Linked DNA regions of Mus musculus: region 1 is linked to region 2. A link is a contact called in public HiChIP or PLAC-seq data. All regions are on one chromosome and are shown on one strand. The core of a region is the stretch at or near the end of the contact, and the rest is flanking DNA. Distances in the headings are between cores, read along the strand shown. Region 1 has its middle 22 kb from the start of Tmsb4x. Region 2 has its middle 70 kb from the start of Gm30354.

Evidence for each region. HiChIP or PLAC-seq counts read pairs in DNA pulled down with a chosen protein or histone mark.
Region 1: an H3K27ac HiChIP or PLAC-seq map of microglia shows a contact between it and region 2, with 6 times the contacts expected there. The contact joins two enhancer-like sites. A contact is called at or near these places in 2 of 15 datasets of contacts at CTCF or cohesin (the NIH/3T3 cell line and large pre-B cells), 1 of 484 Hi-C or Micro-C datasets (nephron progenitors), 4 of 115 datasets of contacts at active chromatin or transcription factors (bone marrow-derived dendritic cells, embryonic stem cells and microglia) and 2 of 9 other capture datasets (bone marrow-derived macrophages and embryonic stem cells).

The regions. Positions count from the first base shown.
Region 1 is chrX:167,228,083-167,234,232 of GRCm38.p6, forward strand. No RefSeq gene overlaps it. Among named protein-coding and RNA genes, the nearest start is that of Tmsb4x, 22 kb to the left of the region's middle. Within about 2 kb of position 1,364, at least 76 of the 459 cell types and tissues checked have an H3K27ac peak or open chromatin away from gene starts, as enhancers often do. A contact at or near this core is called in microglia, where this site is marked.
Region 2 is chrX:166,950,999-166,957,205 of GRCm38.p6, forward strand. No RefSeq gene overlaps it. Among named protein-coding and RNA genes, the nearest start is that of Gm30354, 70 kb to the left of the region's middle. Within about 2 kb of position 2,008, at least 41 of the 459 cell types and tissues checked have an H3K27ac peak or open chromatin away from gene starts, as enhancers often do. A contact at or near this core is called in microglia, where this site is marked.

The DNA of each region.
Region 1 (6,150 bases), core at 114-2,613, 280 kb after region 2:
CTTGCAGGACCTGGCCCCTGAATGATGACGAGCAGACTCATTCATTTAGAGGGCTTCTTTTAAACACAGGTGCAGGCATGGGGCTGCTGCTCCCTTTGGGTGGCCTCAGGTTTCTCATATTTGGCCAGAGTCTTTGCGGCAGCGTGGAAAGACTTTGATTGAGCTCTACTTTCTAGGCTTTTAGGGCAGTCATAAGGTTTGGACCCAACCTGGCATTCATGGTATATTCCATCCATCTTGGGGAAAATATATATATATGTATATATATGTACACACACACACACACACACACACACACACACACACGATAGTAATGTGATAGTTTGATATAGAGATACTGCTGAATGTAACCATTGTTCAAGGTCAATGTAGTAAACCTGGAGGATAGGATAATGACTATATTTCTACTCTGCTCACTGTCTGCTAGAGGCTAATCAAAATATCTCGTCTTCCCCTCAGAAGCAGATGGCATGATGATTGAGATTATGCATGCTTAATGTAGGAAGCTTTGCTACCTACATGCCCCAAATCATGGACATACTGGCAAATAGGAGCTGGGATTTGAACCTGGCAGCTGTGTTTGTGATGTTCTTCACCCCTGTCTCCTATCTGGTTTGAGAGACATATCTTGGAGCTGTTTGCAAAGTTTATTTTCTCTCTGATTTTGTTTCTCTTAATTTCACTGTGTGTTTGCACCAGCATTTTCCATTGTTATTGTTATTATGTGACATAATTATATGTAAGGAACAGAGGCAGAGAGCTGACTATTTCTCTGAAAATCAAAAGGGGATATTTGGGGGGAAAACCAAATTGAGAAATGGCTGAGTTTATGGCCACTAACATCTGTTCTTCTAAGGAACTTTAATTGGTGTTGTGTATGATGTGTTTGTATGCATGTATTGTTTTGTTTTGTTCTGTTTTTTTGTGGGTTTTGTTTTATTTTGTTTTGTTGGTTTGTTTGTATGTTTTTCTTTTGTTTGTTTTCTTCCCAAAGACTTTTTACTTCCTGGAGATTGGAACTGCCATTGCTGTGTAAAAGACATAGCCTGTACATCATCTGTGATACCAGAGACAGGCTTAATGTCCTCCCAAACACAAATGCAAGCCAGCAGTATCCATGATAAATGTTCTTTCCTCCCTGACCCGCTATAATTCGGAGAGTGGCCAAGGTCATTTTCATGTCATTTTCCTGCCAACCTCGACTCCTGAAAGGCTTTTTAATAACTGACTCCAAAGAGCCTTTGCTCTAACTAGTTCTGCTCTACACTGCCCCCTAGCGCTACATCCATGACCTGTGCCTAGGCCACTCCCTGCTTCTGAACTTGCCAGCCCTTCTTGCCCCCAGAAGCATGACAAAGAAGAACTTCTGGTGCTACTGGTTGCACCCAGTCCTATCTGCCAGCATTTCTACTTCCTCCAAGTAAGCAACACTTCAGCCAGGCGGGTTTAGAGTTCCTTCCTCCTAATTCCTCCACATAGTTCCATTTCCGCATTGTTCTTTAGTCCAGGGGTGCATAACCCTACTTTCAACTTCCCAAATGTTTCCCAAGCAGCCATATGTCATGAGTATTAATGTCATGAGTAGAAATCTGGAGCCAGACGTCTGGGTAGATGTGCTCATTCTGCCCAGGAATGGTTTCCTAAGTGTGCCGCCACACAGTGGCTTAGAGCTCAAGCTTAGGCTCTAGGTTTGGTATAACATTGAGCTGACACTATGTTGATATTCTTTAAAAAAAAACTGATACTATGTATTAGCTTAATATTTTTCAGGAAATTCAATATATGTAAAATTCATGTTAAATTCACAGCTCATACCATATAAGGAATAAACTCCAGCATAGAACAACAAGGAAGAGGAGGCAGAAAGAATGTAAGAGCCAGAGGGCAGGGAGGAGTGCCTCAAAACACTTCCCTCCGGGAGTGACAGGGTGAGTCATTCATGAGCTCACAGCAGCTGTGCTTACCTGCATGGGGCCTGCACAAGAGCAGGCCAGACAACATTCTACTGTAGATAGGGTCCATGAGCTCTAGGCCCTACTTCTTAGTGGCAGTGGATAGCTGCTGGAGGAGGGAGATTCATTCATTTTAAGGATGTGGCCACATGAAGCTTTCCCATACTGTAGTGGATGACCCAGACCCATACATGTGGGCATCACTAACTGATCTTGGAAAGTTATTTTAAAAATTATGGAAGTAGGAAGATCAATTGAGGAGAATAAGGGGGAATTTGGAGGGGGAAATGGGCCTAAATGTGATATTTCACTATACACATATATAGCATTTTTAAGAATAAAGGAAATGTAGAAATTCATTGCAGACATAAACATAAAATCACAAAAGTTGTAGAAATGAACAGAAGAGAAAATGATTCTGTTTTTCGTGGGAAGAATTAGAATAATGTTCTTGTTTTTGACACAGGGTTGCTCTATTTAGTCAAGATTAGCCTGGAACTGCTGATCTCCCTGACAGCCCCCCCCCCAAATACTGGGATTACAGGCATATAACACGCCATCTTGCTAGCGAGTATTTCTTAAATGTGCCACTGAAGTCATACCCCATAAAAGAAAGCATTGACAAGTTCAATTTTGAAACCAATTGCTTCTGCTCCGAAAAAAAAAAAAATGGTAAGAAAATGTAAAGATATGGAGTAAAGAATATAAGTGTGTATTGAGAATTTACCCAAAATGTGTTCAAGAGAATGAAAGTATACAACCCTCACTGGGCACAGTGCTGTATGCCTGTATGTTTAGCATTTATGACACTGAGGCAGTTAGGAGTATTATGTGTCCAAGGATAGCTTGGGCTACATAAAGAGATACTCTCAAGAACAATAATGTAGGTCAAGTAATAAAGACAAATAAAAAATTGAAAAGATAATTTACAAAACAACTTCCAAAAGCTGTATTTTTGGTACACAGCAAAGCTGCAAAGAAGCTTAGGTACCGTTCGACACACACACAAAAATGAAGCTGCGGCTGCCATTTTGAAATTCTGGGGTTGCAGGGGGAGGGGCACTGCCAGAGCAGGACTAGTCACATTGGAAGTGGTTACTAAATAAAACCTACTATCACCCCTGTTTTGTTGTTTTGCTGTATTCGACAGGGTGTCCATGTATAATCCAGGCAACATTCAGCCTCCCAATTGGGAGAATTTAGAGGTATAAGCCACCAGGCCTGGCGTGTCACCCTAGCAGCAGGAAGCAGAAACTCAGTGAGTTGATTGTGCCCTACAGCTGTCACATGACAGACACAGAGCAACGCGACTCACTTTCACTTCCCGTGAGAATGAATGTGAACTGTCCCAGTGGCCCTGCCCCTTCTTAGCAGCACGTGGGAACAACTGGTGGCCACGTATTCTGTGGCAGGACTAAAAAGCCTGCTCGAACACCTATTGTTTCTTTTCCCTATGTCTTAGAAGTAAGCTGAGCACAGGTTTTGTCACATTAGATAAATGAGAAAAGTAAGGAAGTAAGCAACTTGTCTAAAGGCCAGATCCAGGTAGGAGCTTTACAGAAACAAAGATGCCTGCAGCACCGTCCATGTCTCTTTGCATTCCGACATCCACTTCTCCCTTCCTGCAGAAAAATGCTAACAAACGCATAGCTGGTCTCTGTGGGGAGGGCTGCTTCCGCCAGACAGTCTTGCTTTTCCCTGCAGATCCCAGGATGCCTTGCAGGAAGGGCTGCAGTAGCCCCCTACCCTCCCCAAAAGAAATGATTTCGTGTTCTTCTGCTTTAAGAGGTCGGCACTGGAGGCCCTGCCTCACTGTTGCTAATGTCAGCTTCCAGTCACCCCTTCATTTATTCCATAAGCATACATTCCAAATCTAGTAATTTTGCTGTGAGCTTGAGAAGGAGGAAGTGCGAAGGTGGAGAGAGATGAAAAAAAAAAAAAAAGACCTACAAAGGTATTCATTTTATCCGTAGGGATTATGGAAAAGACTGAAAAGTGTTCAGAGAGTCGCAATCACAGAAGTGCTGAAAGCCAGGTATGGGAGCCAAGGAAGGCAGCAAAAGCCGAGCTTGGGCAAGAAAGAGACTGTCCTCTCACGAGGGGGCACGTGCGCTGAGAAAATTGGCAAGCACTGCAAAGGGCTTCTCCCCACCCCACAAGTCAGTCACTGTCACTTCTCAGCGCACCTCAGGTTTAGCCCTCCTTTAAGAAAAGCCTCAGGAATGTTTTTTCTTCCTTGATAGTAGAGGTGAACAAAGTGAAGCTTTGAGGCGGTGACGAGCTCTGTAAATAAGCTCACCCAGCTTTTGAGCGGGGCGGCCAGGCCATGTTGTCAGCTCAGTGTATTGGCAACTAGCTTTGGGCTCCTTCTCCCACACCCTCACAGTCATGCCCGACTCTTCCACCTCTAAGGGCTACAGTTAGTCTAACTACCCAAGAGAACTGTTGGACTTAACAGCAAGTTCAACTACAGCCGCCACATTATTAGTAGTGGAGGGGCAATGGCGCTGTCATTGTGGCCAGAGGCTCACCTGGGTCACTGCTGAGCTAAATGGAGCGTGAAGTCCAGGCAGAGCATGAAGAACCACGGATTCTCCACCTGCAGCTGTAGAGGGTTAAAGAGCTTGGATGTAAACAAATGGCCAGGTCCTACAAAAGTACCACCACCACGGACTTCCTCTTAGATGACCTGCAGATATTTAAAGACAAGCCAGACACAAGTGCTTCTTTCAGAAAGGGACAAAGCAAATAATCAAGTTGACCTTTTGGGAACAGTGTTAATTGTGGCAGTTTAGGAGGAGGCAGAAATCAACTTTGTATAGTAATAGGCCTTCTATTCTTCTACCCTTGCCTCATTAAGGTTTGCATATTATTTTAAATGTGCCCGAGGTGTAAAGAGTCTAAAGTGGTTAAAGGGTGAGGTGATTTAATGAACCCAGGAACCAATCCAGAAGGCCTGGAACCACTCTGGGCCTTTTAAGAACTCCATCCATCCCAGGGGGAGAACTAATATCAAGTGAGTGACTTAAAGCTCCACAAAGCCTGGCTTGGCTTAGGGACTGAGTTTCATGGAGCCCAGGTGAGAGTCATTCCTGTACCGTGAATTCACCTAACCCTTGCTCTGCACTTCCATTTCTTAGGCACTCTAGGTGTGCTGGAGCAAAGCAGTGTGCTGTATCCAGATACCTTGGGGGCCCTGGCTTCACAGTGAGGCCCCAGGGTTCCAGGTGGGTGTTGCAGAGAACAAAGGTTCCCCACACTAAGAAAACCAGTTCTCCCAGCCTCCCAGCCGCAGCAAGTGACATCACTGGGAGCCAATAGAAAATTTGCACTGGAGTTTACTTGTTAAGGTCTGAATTGGATCCACGTAGACGGCTTATCTGACTGTGTAGGGCGAGGTTCCCGAACACTACCCTGTTTAGGAGTGCTCTCTGATACAGTGGGAATGTGGCTTTTAACCTTTTTTTTTTTTTTTTCCTGGCAGATTTCAGGCAGGTGAGGGGCCAGGTTTCAAAATCAACAATGAAGATACCACACCCTGAACGCCTGGCTAGCCCAAAGCTAGAGCACTAGGCGGACCTTTACTGCCATCTGCTGGCAGTCCTTGGTATCGATTCATAAGAGTGGCTAGGTTCCTCTGAAAAACAAAGCCTGACTAAGTTAGGCTCCTTATTTTACCTTAGTCTCCGTAGACAAATTGAGCTCCTTCAACTATATCAAAATGAGGTAGCCATGAGAGAAAGACACTCCTGATCTGATCTGATGGCAGTGTACCTTGTCTTTGGTCTTTTTGTTTGACTCAGGATGGCCTTTTTACCTTACTCTGACGATGACCTTGAGCTCTTGATCCTCCTGCCTCTACCTCCACCCCTTGCTGCCAAGTGCTGGTATGATTGGTCTGTGCCACATCTAGTTTATGTGTAGGGATGGGACATGGGTCTTTGTGCATTCTAGGCAGGCCTCTACCGACTGAGCTAGGACCTTTTATTTTTATAAAGCCCCATCATCCATGGGAAAATATAGGTATGTGGTAAATTTGAGGATGCCCTTGACTGAGTCCTGAGTCTGAGATGTTGATCACCTCACACTTTTCACTGCAGATGTGATCTTTACAAAGGCTTTCATGATGCTTCTAGGATTCTCAGTTCACGTGTGGGTGACCGTTTCTTTGAGCACAAATGGGATCCCCTGACTGGGT
Region 2 (6,207 bases), core at 758-3,257:
CTGCATGCTTTGGTAATTTTTCCCATAAACCATCAAGTCCCACTTTATCTTAGGCTGAAGTGGAGCTTTTCTTCCTCCGTGCTCACTTCTGGACCTATTTCCACATTTGTTTGGAAGAACACATTAGCGATCCTTAGATGCCAAATTTCGACTGCTCTGCAGGAGTCTCTTCAGAAATAAATTGCAGAGTTCCTATACGTTGGCATCTCTCCCACGCTCCATACACGCAGCCAGCCTATAATGCTTGACTGCTGAAGGAAGCCTTTTTCATTCAAGGGCAAAGACCTGGTTTTCTGGCAGTGCCAACTGTGACAATTGCCAAGAACATATGTCCTCTACTTTCCATACACATTTTGGCTTCTGGAAACTTCATTTCTTTGCAGAAGTTATTGAAGATGTTTATGTACTGTGGCTGCTAAAGATGATTAAAAATTCAACTTTACTATTTTAATTATTAATTCTATTATGCCCTAAATATTTTCTTGGTTATTCTTCTATTATATTGGATTGTATTTAAGCTAAAATTCACATATAATGAAACATACAAATCTTAGATAACTATTTAATATCTAATACATTTTGATGGTGCTTATCACACAATCTTAACCCAAACTCCTATGAAAATAGATTTTTTACCTTCATTCTACAAAGTTTTCTCTTGACCCTTTCTTCCCAGCCCCAGCTCCTAACTTCACTTTCCTTTTTACAGGTAATTAGCACTTGATTTTACCCCTATTTTGTTGAAATTTGACATATCTGGAAGGGAATAAGCAAGTATCTCAAAGTTCATATTCAATAGAGACTTGACATGTGGGATTACCCAAAGGGGCTCTCTGCTCTGACTTAGACTGGAAACCCAATTCTCACAAGTGGGGTGAGACTGAAATCCGTTTTCCCCAAAGTTGCTTCTGCATCCATTGGCATAACAACCTTGGTGGTATATTCAGGAGACTTCACTGCTTAATATTTGGGGGAGGGTACCTTATTAACAAAGCCAAGACAGAAAAGTTTTACATCTACCAGATAAGAACTTTCAATTTTTATGTTCATGTTTTATATCAAAAGGCTGCACAAGGGGATCAGACGTTCAGCCTACCTCCAGCTTGGACTGGCCGCAACCTTGGATAAATTACTTCCTATCCCTGAACTTTCAGCTGTCAAACGAACCCCACTATATTGATTTCCACTACAATGGATGGTATAAATCTGGCGGCTGGTATTTAGGATGATGGCTTGTTTATGATTTTCTCAGCCTTCTTCAGGCCCAAGGAAAGAAAGCGATCCTGGTCTATGAAGTCTAATGAAATGAAATCAAACTCTGTATATCACATGGAAGATTGGTCAAAGAGCAAGTTCTGTGACCAAAGTAGCCTTGCGTCTATGTCCTTATGCGCTTCTTCACAAGGGAATGATGGGCTTACTAGGATCCTCCAGAATTTTTATTTATCAGCACATAAATCTTCTTACTTAGGTTTCCTACCTAGTTATTCTTTCATTTTTCCTGTTCATAAATAGGCAGTGCTGCCCCACCCCCACCCCCAGCTTCGCTGAAGTTGCTTCTGTGTTTTGTTCATTAGAACACGCAGGAAGGATTCTGTTTTATTTCTTTCATACAATAAAATAGCTACAAATGCTAATGACTCCAAAACGGCACTTTTGTTCCCAAAGAATCACATGCCAGAACATTGAGGGGGCTGACTTCTGTGGTGGGAACTCAGCGGCACCATTTGTTCTGACAGGAAGCAGCAGCTCTCTCGTCCCTGCGCACAAGGCATTCTCCTTGCTGATTTCTTTTCTTCCCTCGCTGAAAGTCTAGACCCTGTGGGGTCTTTGTTCTTATGCTTTTTCTTACTCCTGTCCTGCCCGCAAAGGGGCAAGTAGAACCTCAGCATGAGTAGGAAGCAGAAGCAATGAGCAGATCAAGCAAGCAAATGAGGAGGTCAGAAACCCTGGGGACTGAACCTAAGCTCTCATAGAGGCTGGGCAAGGAAGGGCCTGATACGGACACGGAACTGAATCTGCATCTGTCGAAATCTTTTCTCTCTTCTCGGGCTGAACTGGGTGGCAAGTCCATTTTGAATGTGAGGTTTCTGTGATTGGTACCTCACTGTATTCTTCAAACTTGTGTGTGGGTAGGGTTGTTCCTTCTGGCTTGAAATAGAAAATTACCTGCTGTTCGCGAGCCTGGAATTTGAGAGAGTAGGGTCTTCCTAAGAGGATCCAGGGAGTTAAGCGTGGAGTGTCTGCTGTGGCACTAAAGCCATGGCTAGCCTTACCTGGAATGAGCTAGGCAACGAGTCACTGTGTGTCCAAGAAATTTCTCTCTACTTACAATGTGTCTTTTGTTACAGTGACACATGCACTTCAGACATGGAGGGCTTATGAAGATGCAGGTTCAGACCACACAGGGCAAAGTTGGGGCCTGAAACTGCATTTCTCATAAGCTCCAAGCCTATGAGGAGGCCTGCAGCTCCAAAGCGCACAGTCTGTGGCCAGGTATGGGTTTATAAAATCTCATGGAATTCTCACATAATCAGATGAAGCTAGAATGATCTCAAGGTGAAGAAGGAAGCTGGGAGCTGTCAGGAGAATGCTGATGTTCCCTAGCTAGCGAGTGTCAGAACTAGCTTTCTATTGCTGGGATAATTATCATGAGCAAAAGCAGCCTAGGGAGGAAAGGGGTCGACTCATCTTACAGCTCACAGTTCACACTCCCTCCATCACTGAGACAAGTAGGACAGGAACTCCAGGCAGGAACTTGAACAAGGACCATGGAGAAACATTGCTGCTGGCTTGCTCCTTGTGGCTTGCTCAGCTTTCTTTCTTTCTTTCTTTCTTTCTTTCTTTCTTTCTTTCTTTCTTTCTTTCTTTCTTTCTTTCTTTCTTTCTTTCTTTCCTTCTTTCTTTCTTTCTTTCTTTCCTTCTTCCTTCCTTCCTTTCTTTCTTTTCTTCTTTCTTTCTTTCTTTCTTCCTTTCTCTTTCTCTCTTCCTTCCTTTATTTTTCCTTCTTTACTTTTTTATTATATTTTATTATTTAAAACATTTTATTAATTTAAATATATTTTAATCATATTCTTCTCCACCTCAGTCCTTCCAGATCACTCCCCTCCCTACCCACTCATCTTTAAATCCTTCCTAAAAAGAAAACCAAGCAAGACCCCAATATAACATGACCCCCAAAAGCAATGAAACAAAATAAAACAACATTCAATATAAAACAAAAAGACCCACCAAACTATAACCAAATAAAAACATACACACAAAATCTCAAAGTCCATTATATGTAGATCAACTACTGAGAATGGGGCCTATCCTGGAGTATTTGATATACCCAGTGTCACTCCATTGGAGAAAATGGATTTTCCCCTCTCCCAGTAGGTATAAGTGATAGGTCAATTGTTAACCTTTACCCTAATGGCTAGGTTTTCATTCATTCATTCATTCATTTAATATTCACTTTAAAATAAATAACAAAATAAAATATAATAAGATAAAGCAACATTCGTAGTTATCAGGGAAATGCAAGCCAAAATGACACTGAGATTCCACCTTACACCAAACAGAATGGCTAAGATCAAAAACTCAAAGTACAGAACATGCTGGCAAGGATGTGGAGAAAGAGGAATACTCATCCATTTTTGATAGGACTGCAAATTGGTATAACCACTTTGGAAATCTGTCTTAGTTAGGGTTTTACTGCTGTGAACAGATACCATGACCAAGGCAAGTCTTATAAAAAACAACATTTAACTGGGGCTAGCTTACAGGTTCAGAGGTTCAGTCCATTATCATCAAGGTGGGAGTATTGCAGCATCCAGGCTGTCATGTTGCAGGAAGAGCTGAGAGTTCTATGTCTTCATCCAAAGGCTGCTAGTGGAAGACTGACTTTCAGGTAACTGGGGTGAAAGTCTTAAGCCCACACCCACAGGGACACACCTACTCCAACCAGGTCACACCTATTCCAACAAGGCCACACCTCCAAATGGTGCCACTCCCTGGTCCAAGAATATACAAGCCATCACAAAATCCAATCAGAATATTGTAAGTAGTTCTCCCTGAAGACTCAGGTATACCACTCTTGGGCATATACCCAAAAGATGCTCCACCAAATCACAAGGACACATACTCCACCATGTTCATAGCAGTCTTATTTATAATAGCCAGGAACTGGAAGCAACCTAGATGTCCCTCAACTGGAAAATGTATACAGAAAATGTGGTTCATTTACACAATGAAATACTATACAGCTATTAAAATGAGGACATCATGAATTTTGCAGGCAAATGGATGGAGGCTAGAAAATATCATCCTGAGTGAGGTAACCCAGGCACAAAAGTATATGAATGGTATGTACTCACTGATAAGTGGATATCAGCCAAAAAGTACAGAATACCCGTGATATATCCCACAGACACAAAGAAGTTAAGCAGAAGGAAGGCCGAAGTAAGGATGCTTCAATCACACTTGGGGGGCAGGGGGATGGCCATAGGAGACAGAGGGGGAGAGAGGGAGGGAACTAGGTGGGGGAGCATAGGGGGATGGGAATGGGGGTAGGATCAGGTGTGAGGAGAGACATAATGGCCCAGAGTACCAGGAGAATGAATGGAATTCTGCAGTTGTCAGGTGTGGGGGTGAGGGTAATGTCTAGGAAGTTCCAGAAGCCTGGGATAGGGGAGGCTCCCAAAGTCAATATGGGTGAGATTAGCTGAGATGCAAAACAGTGGGGACATGGAAGTGGCCATATCCTGTAGCCAGGAAGAGCCCCCACTGGAAGGATAAGAACACCAACCTATCCACAAAACTTTTGACCCAAAATTTGTCCTGTCTAAAAGAAATGCATGGACAAAAATGGAGCAGAGACCAAAGGATTGGCCAACCAATTGCCAGCCCTCCTTGAGACTCATCCTATGGGCAAGCACCAATCCCTGACATTATTAATGATACTCTGCTATGGTTGAAGATAGTAACCTAGCATAACTGTCCTCTGAGAGGCTATATCCGGCAGCAGACTGAAACAGATGCAGATACCCACAGCCAAACATTGGACGGAAGTAGGCACTCTTATGGAGGAATTGAGGGAAGGCCTTGAAGGGGATGGGGACCCCACAGGAAGACCAGTAGAGTCAACTAACCTGGACCCCTAGGAGCTCTCAGAGACTGAACCACCAAGCAAAGGACATACACAGGCTGGAACTAGGCCCCTCTGGGCACAAATATAGCTAGCAGCCGTTCAGCTCAGTCTCCATGGCTGCCTGGTCTGGCCTCAGTGTGAGAGAATGTACCTAAACTGACAGAGACTTGATATGCCAGAGTGGGGGAATACTCAGGTGGGGCCCTACCCTCTCAGAAGAGAAGGGGAGAAAGGATCAGGAGAGGGACTCTCAGAGGTGGGGACCAGGAGGCAAAGCAGTGTGGGATGTAAATAAATGAAAGAAAGAAAAAAAGGTAAAGCAAAAATTATCACATCAAAATTGGACAAAGACAAACCATCAGAAGAAATGGAGTCCAGAAGACACGAGAATCAGAGACCCACTCATTTGTACACTCAGGAATTCCATGAAAACACTAAACTTGAAGTTATAATATATATACAGAGGACTTAGGGCAGACCTATGCAGGCCCTATGCATGCTTCAGTCTGCTTTCTTACACAACCTGGGACCACTGCCCAGGGTAGGACTGCTCATAGTAAGCTGGGCTCTCCCACATTAATCATTAATCAAAATGCCCCACAGGCAAATCTAGCGGGGATTTTTTTTCTCAATTGAAGTTCCTTCTTCTCCAATGTGCCAAGTTGACAAAAACAAATGGAGACAATGAATTGGGCATATCGGAGATACTTAAGAAATGAGGGGAGTGAATCAAAGCAATATTTCTTTGAGTTGGGGCCCCAGTTTATCAGAATCAACTGGGAACATGTTCGACACAGAAAATTTCAGGTCTCATTTCAGACCTAGTTTGTCAGAAACTGAAGGTGCCACCTCGGCAATCTATAGTCCAACTAGTCAAGTCCCTCAAGTGACTTTGCTGAACACTCAACCTTGAGAACCACTAAGACAAACCAGTGTCAATGAGAACCAGTAATGTGTACATGAATCAACAGGGAACTTGTTAAACAGCAGATTCTGATTCAGCAAGTCCAGGGTATGGGGTGAAATGGTACCTTTCCCACAAGCTCCCAGATGATGCTGATGTAGCTGGTCCATAG